Linked DNA regions of Sorghum bicolor: region 1 is linked to region 2. A link is a contact called in public HiCAR-type data. All regions are on one chromosome and are shown on one strand. The core of a region is the stretch at or near the end of the contact, and the rest is flanking DNA. Distances in the headings are between cores, read along the strand shown.

Region 1 (2,700 bases), core at 104-2,603, 57 kb after region 2:
CTTATGCATTTGTTCCTCTTCGGTTTGCTTCCGATAGAGGGCGCAAACAGCCTTCAGGCAGAGCTCGGGATGTTCATCGAATGCTGCTAGCATATCTCCCTCAAATTTCCAGTCTTTATCTTTGTTTTTACGGCCTATGCAAGCTATAACATCTGCATAGTCTACCACACTGTCAGACTCTTCTGATCCTGTAGAGGATTCTTCAATCAGAACAGATGTACCAGACACTTGCGGTTCGTCGCAGGATTCTTCAGCAGATTCAAAAGCATTTTCTGAAGAATCCTCATCATTTATGAAATCCTCCATATCATCATCCTCTTCTATATCATCTTCACTCCCTTCACATTCCTTGGGTTCAACAAAGTTGAGAACCCGGCGTGTAGCTCGTCCCCCTTTAGACTGATTTTTAACCAACCGAGCCGAGCGTCTTGTTGGGGGAGTAGAACACCCTTTTACTTCACCTAATTCATCGTCCTCGTCGTCATCATGGTTGGCCATCTCTTTCCTCATCTTCTTCAGCACCTGACAAATGGGAATCATATCATCCTCATCCTCCCCACTCTCAATCTGCGCCGGTGAAGCAGCCTTCGAAGTAACCACATCAACACCCTCAGTGGCATCCTCATCGTCACTGTCACAGATTCCGCAAAATCGACGCTTCTTGCTGGGCTTACCACCTTCCCCCGGATCATCAACACCATGCTTACCGTCATTTGCATCCTCATCCTCGCTATCACTGGTGACCAGCCGCGCCGCCGCACGCTTCCTACCCCGTGGCGACACCAAGACATCGTCGTCCTCCAAACCCACACCCACACTGTTTCCCCTGCTGCTTCCACCGCCTCCCTCTGCGACGTCTTCATCCTCGCTCTCTCCGGCCACCGCCCGCACCGCGCGCTTCCGAGGAGTCGGGTCGGCAACGACGCCCTCCTCCTCCGGGCTTCTCCCCTTGCTGCTGGCATCAACAGTAACCCTAACCCCCTCTTCTTCGTCGTCACTGACCTCAATTACATCGCACGCCACACTCCCGCCCGGCTTCTCGGCTGACTCGCGCTTGCTCCCGCGTAGAAGAAACCCCGCCAACCGGCCAGATTTCGGATCCTCGTCGCCTGCAGCAAGACACGCCAGCGCCTTTCTCCATCGCGCGTTCTCGGCTTCGAGGAACGAGACCCTGGCCTCCAGTTCCGCGACGCGAGAGGACTTGGCGGCGAGCTCGGCATCGAGGGCCCGGAACTTCGCTGCGACCCCCGCGGCGTCCATCGCCGGCGGCGCAGAACCGTTGGGGTTTGGGGGGGAGCGAAACGGACGGTGTCGGCTGAACGCTCTCGAGTCTCGATAGCGACAAAGTTTTTCTCGCCTTTGGGGTTAACAAGAAGGGCAGCGAGTTGGGCCTGGAGGAACAGGCCCGTCTTTTTGCTGGGCTGGACGAACGCCTCCACCATGATCCATTGTGGGTTCGCGGCTGCACAATATATGGATCAAGTTGTTTTATTTGGTTTTGGATTGGAGATAGGTTTGGAGTTCTTGATAGAATTTCATACAAAACCTGACCATGTACCTATATATTTTAGTTGTCCAGATCATGTACGTGTCTTTATATTCGATAGAAATTCCATTTGTTAATGTATTTGATTTGAGTTGTACAGACCATGTATGTATCAATACAGATGGAGGGCACCCACCTGGTTTGGATATATATGAGAAACGTAGGACACGATCTAATACGTATTGTAATCGGACTCTTCTATATTGATCATTGCTAGACGCGATATATTAATCTCCTATGAGCATGGGTCATATAAGTCTTGGTAGAAGAAACTCTGCATTATGTCCGGTTTAGTTAGGGGACCATGGACAAAAAGAATAGCCTGAAATTTTGCCTAGATATAGATATAGAATGCCCAGCTCACAATGGTATTATGAAACTCTCCCGACAGTAATGCTGTTCTCAATCTGACGGATCGCCAATATCCATGTCTCTTGGAGTCTTGGGCCATTTTTCCATGCCTCCATCATGGTCATGGGTAGTTCTTCGTTTGCGAGTGTGAAGTTGCAGCACCCCAAACATTCGATCACAATGCGATGGCACCTGACAGGAAAATGTTTCATGCGCGTGCATGACGCGCTCAGATAGGCATAACGCAACAGGATCTCGATATAAGAGACCTCAGCAAGAAGTGCCATCATACGGACATGTAGCTATCTATGTATACTGTTATTACCAAACATGTGCAAGAGAAACAAACATGTGCCAACATACAGCAACAAGAGGTTGCATGTGCAGGTGCCTTCAGTTAACTGCTTGAAGTAGAGAGAAGTGATCTGGGGGTCGATGTTTAGTGTGGCGGGGGATTTAGGTTGATAGGAGAAGATGGAACCAGTTACTATGAAAAAGGCGAGCTGAGTGCTTATCATATTAGGTATTTCTTCTAGACATTACCCTCCCAAAGGCACTCAACAGAGGGACTACCGTCACTGCGATTCTTTGTTGATGGCGCATGCAGTAAGAGGTCCCGGAGATGAGCTGGTGGATGGAGGCCCATGGCTGAGGCTCGCTCCCAGCGCTGAAGCCGAGTAACACCAATGCATGGGCCAAATTTCATGTCCATGTCAAACTGACGCAGCTGCTCTTCTTGATCACCAAAATCATCTGCAGAAATATTACCACGAGCAACAGGCTTAGGGTATCAAAATGGAAAA
Region 2 (2,700 bases), core at 19-2,518:
GACGGCGCGGCGCACGCCGCGGTCGTCGGCGGACGTGAAGTAGTCGTGGCCGAACATGACGCCGCCGGGGCGGAGCACGGCCCACGCCAGGTTGATGTCCGCCCACGCCGAGTGGAAGTCGTGCCCGGCGTCCACCTCGATGAGGTCCGCGTACACGCCCCACTCGCACAGCGCGCGCAGCGCGGACGCCGTCGAGAAGGGCAGCGGCAGCACGCGCGGCCTGGTGACGGCGTCGTCGTCGTCGTCGTCGGCCGCGGCCGCCGCCACGACGTTGGACATGAACTGCGGCAGCAGCAGCGCGTCCCCGTGCCGCTGCGGGGGCACGTCGCGGCGGAACCGGTCCCGGAACGCCGGCCACCCGCGGAAGTCGTCGACGCAGAGGATGGCCGGGGACAGGGACAGGTTCCTGGACACGGCCGCCATGTGCAGCGCCGACGCGCCCAGGAACGCGCCCAGCTCCACGATCACCTCCGGCCGCACCGCCTCGATGAGCTCCTTGAACACGGCCCCCGTAGACCCCCACCCGCGCGGGCGCGCCGCCGCCGGGTGCAGCAGAGCCGCCGTGTGGTTTGGAGGGAACCCCGCGTAGGGGCTCTCGCCGTCGAAGAGCTTGTCGAGCAGAGTCCGCACGACGGCGTCGCTCGGCACCGGCTCCCCGCACTCCTCCTTGAACCGGAACAGGTCGTGCGGAGGCGACCGCGGCGGGTAGCTCGAGCTCGAGCTCGAGCTCGACACGGCCGCCGCGCCGGCGGTTCCGTTCGACGCCGCCGCCGGGGAGGCGTCGGTGAGGTGCGCGGCGTGCGGCCGTATGATCGTCGTCTGGGACGGTCTTGGGGACGGCCGGGTGGACGACGACAGGAGGCCCAGCGAGTAGCCCACGGCGAAGACGATCAGGAAGGAGGCGAGCCGCGCGAGGTGCGGCCGGAGCCTGGCCGGCGCGGCGGAAGCAGACGACGGCCCCGGCGCCGGTGGACGTGGCTTCATGGTCACGGACTCAGGGGTCACGCCACAAAGAGTCTCCTTTGTCTCCGTTTTGCGGCTGTCTTCTCGAGTCTTGACAGGCAGAGACACCTTACCTTATCGCTCTCCTTTATTCCTTGGTTTAGCTAGATTTTTATCCAAGGATTAGGCTTTTGGATTCTGCGTTATATTTATAGGTAGGGAGAGCTGTAGCTAGCACCGGTTGTTAGCTCGTTTAGTTTGATATATTCATATTCCCCCTCCTTGGTTGGAGCGAAGATAGTATTAAAAAAAAGAGGAAACCATCGTATAAAAAATATGATCTTTTTTTAGATTCCTAGAGAATAGAGACCTTTTTTCATGTTAAGAGATAAGATTGGAAAAGAGAAAAATTGAGATGTTGGTGAGGGGTGATTGTTCCGGTTGGTGCGTTTTGGGTGGCGAATCTGATGGCAGTTAGGAGCAGGACTTTGGAAGAAATAATAACAGGGGTTTAGGTATATCAGGAAGCACGGGGAATTCTCACGTGTGCAAAGTACTCCTACATGAAAAGCGAGCGTCAGAGGTATGTGATGCAGGCAAGATCTTCACATGTCAGTGCAGTGCGTGCGGCGTCGTCCCTGCCACGGACATGTGGAGCATGTTCCTCAACCACGCGACAGGGAATACTGTGTGATGCTTGCTCTGGCCTTCTGGGAGCTGTGTGTTCTGACTTTTGACCGAGTGAAGCTGGTCTCCACTCTCCAGTCTTGTGGACGGTAGTACCCAGCTAGCTACCCAACTCTGAACTCTGAAGTTTGGACATGAAAAATCGATGAAAACGATCAGCTGGTGCGGGTGTTCAGTCCAGGTCTCGTCTTTGAAATCGATCCGCGGTACATTTCCGACCAAGTCTCACCCCTCACACACAGGCCACCGTCCATATTCCCTTGAAGAGCCGGGCACACAAAATTACACTCGTGAGCACAGGCAGGCAAAACCTTCCAACACGCCTGTTTTCTAGACGGACAAAGAAAGTGTCCCATGGGTCGCGGCCGCAAGATTCGATGTGATGGAGAATCTTGTAAAGCTTTGGATTTTTAGGTGTATCTAAACAAGGCCTCAACCTGCCTTAGATTCTCAACAACCGCGACCGCGACCGCGACGCCACGGCCATTTCCAATCCACCGGCACGGCTCAAGCGCGGCCTCTAGCGGTCAAATCTGTCGCTTTCAGGTGCGATGAGCGACGCAGAAATCGTTGCAGGTGTTGACGATCCAGTCAGTACTCATCATGAGTAGTAGTCGCTGCTTCGGCTGGTGCAACGGAGCTGTCAGGTGAAGTTCGCGCGCGCACCTGCAAGCACGGCGAGCTAGAGTGGTCGGTCGCCCGTCTGGGCGGCCGATGGGCAGCGGATCAATGAAGCGGCCGGACCGCTGATTTGCCGGGGTTGGGTTGGGTCGTCTCGTCGGGTGCCTGGCGCTGGAAGAATCAGATCAGATGGACGCCCGCCTACCCGTTCTAGGTGGGTGTCACGATACCGATCACCACATCTCGAGTACAAGAATGAATTCGCCCGACCTCGCGGGAACGAGCAAAACTAGCGGATGGGTCTTTGTTTAGTTCTCAAAAAAATTTACAAAAAAATTGAAATTTTCTGTCATATCAAATCTTACGACGTATGTATGGAGCATTAAACATAGATAATAATAATAATAACTAATTGTACAGTTTGTCTGTAATTTGCGAGATAAATTTTAT

The links. HiCAR-type assays count read pairs that join an accessible place to other places.
Region 1: a HiCAR-type map of leaf shows a contact between it and region 2, with 5 times the contacts expected there. The contact joins the promoter of LOC8054859 here to the promoter of LOC8059017 in region 2. A contact is called at or near these places in 2 of 4 Hi-C or Micro-C datasets (leaf and leaf mesophyll) and 1 of 1 datasets of contacts at active chromatin or transcription factors (leaf).

What each region holds. Positions count from the first base shown.
Region 1 is chr2:65,175,936-65,178,635 of Sorghum_bicolor_NCBIv3, forward strand. It overlaps LOC8054859 (nucleolin), which reads right to left and starts at 1,354. Exons shown (of 2, transcript XM_002462636.2): 1 at 1-1,354. The coding sequence starts at 1,260. LOC8054860 (DNA polymerase delta subunit 4) reads right to left here. Exons shown (of 3, transcript XM_002462637.2): 3 at 2,171-2,650. The coding sequence ends at 2,430.
Region 2 is chr2:65,119,026-65,121,725 of Sorghum_bicolor_NCBIv3, forward strand. LOC8059017 reads right to left here and starts at 1,269. Exons shown (of 2, transcript XM_021452487.1): 1 at 1-1,269. The coding sequence starts at 984.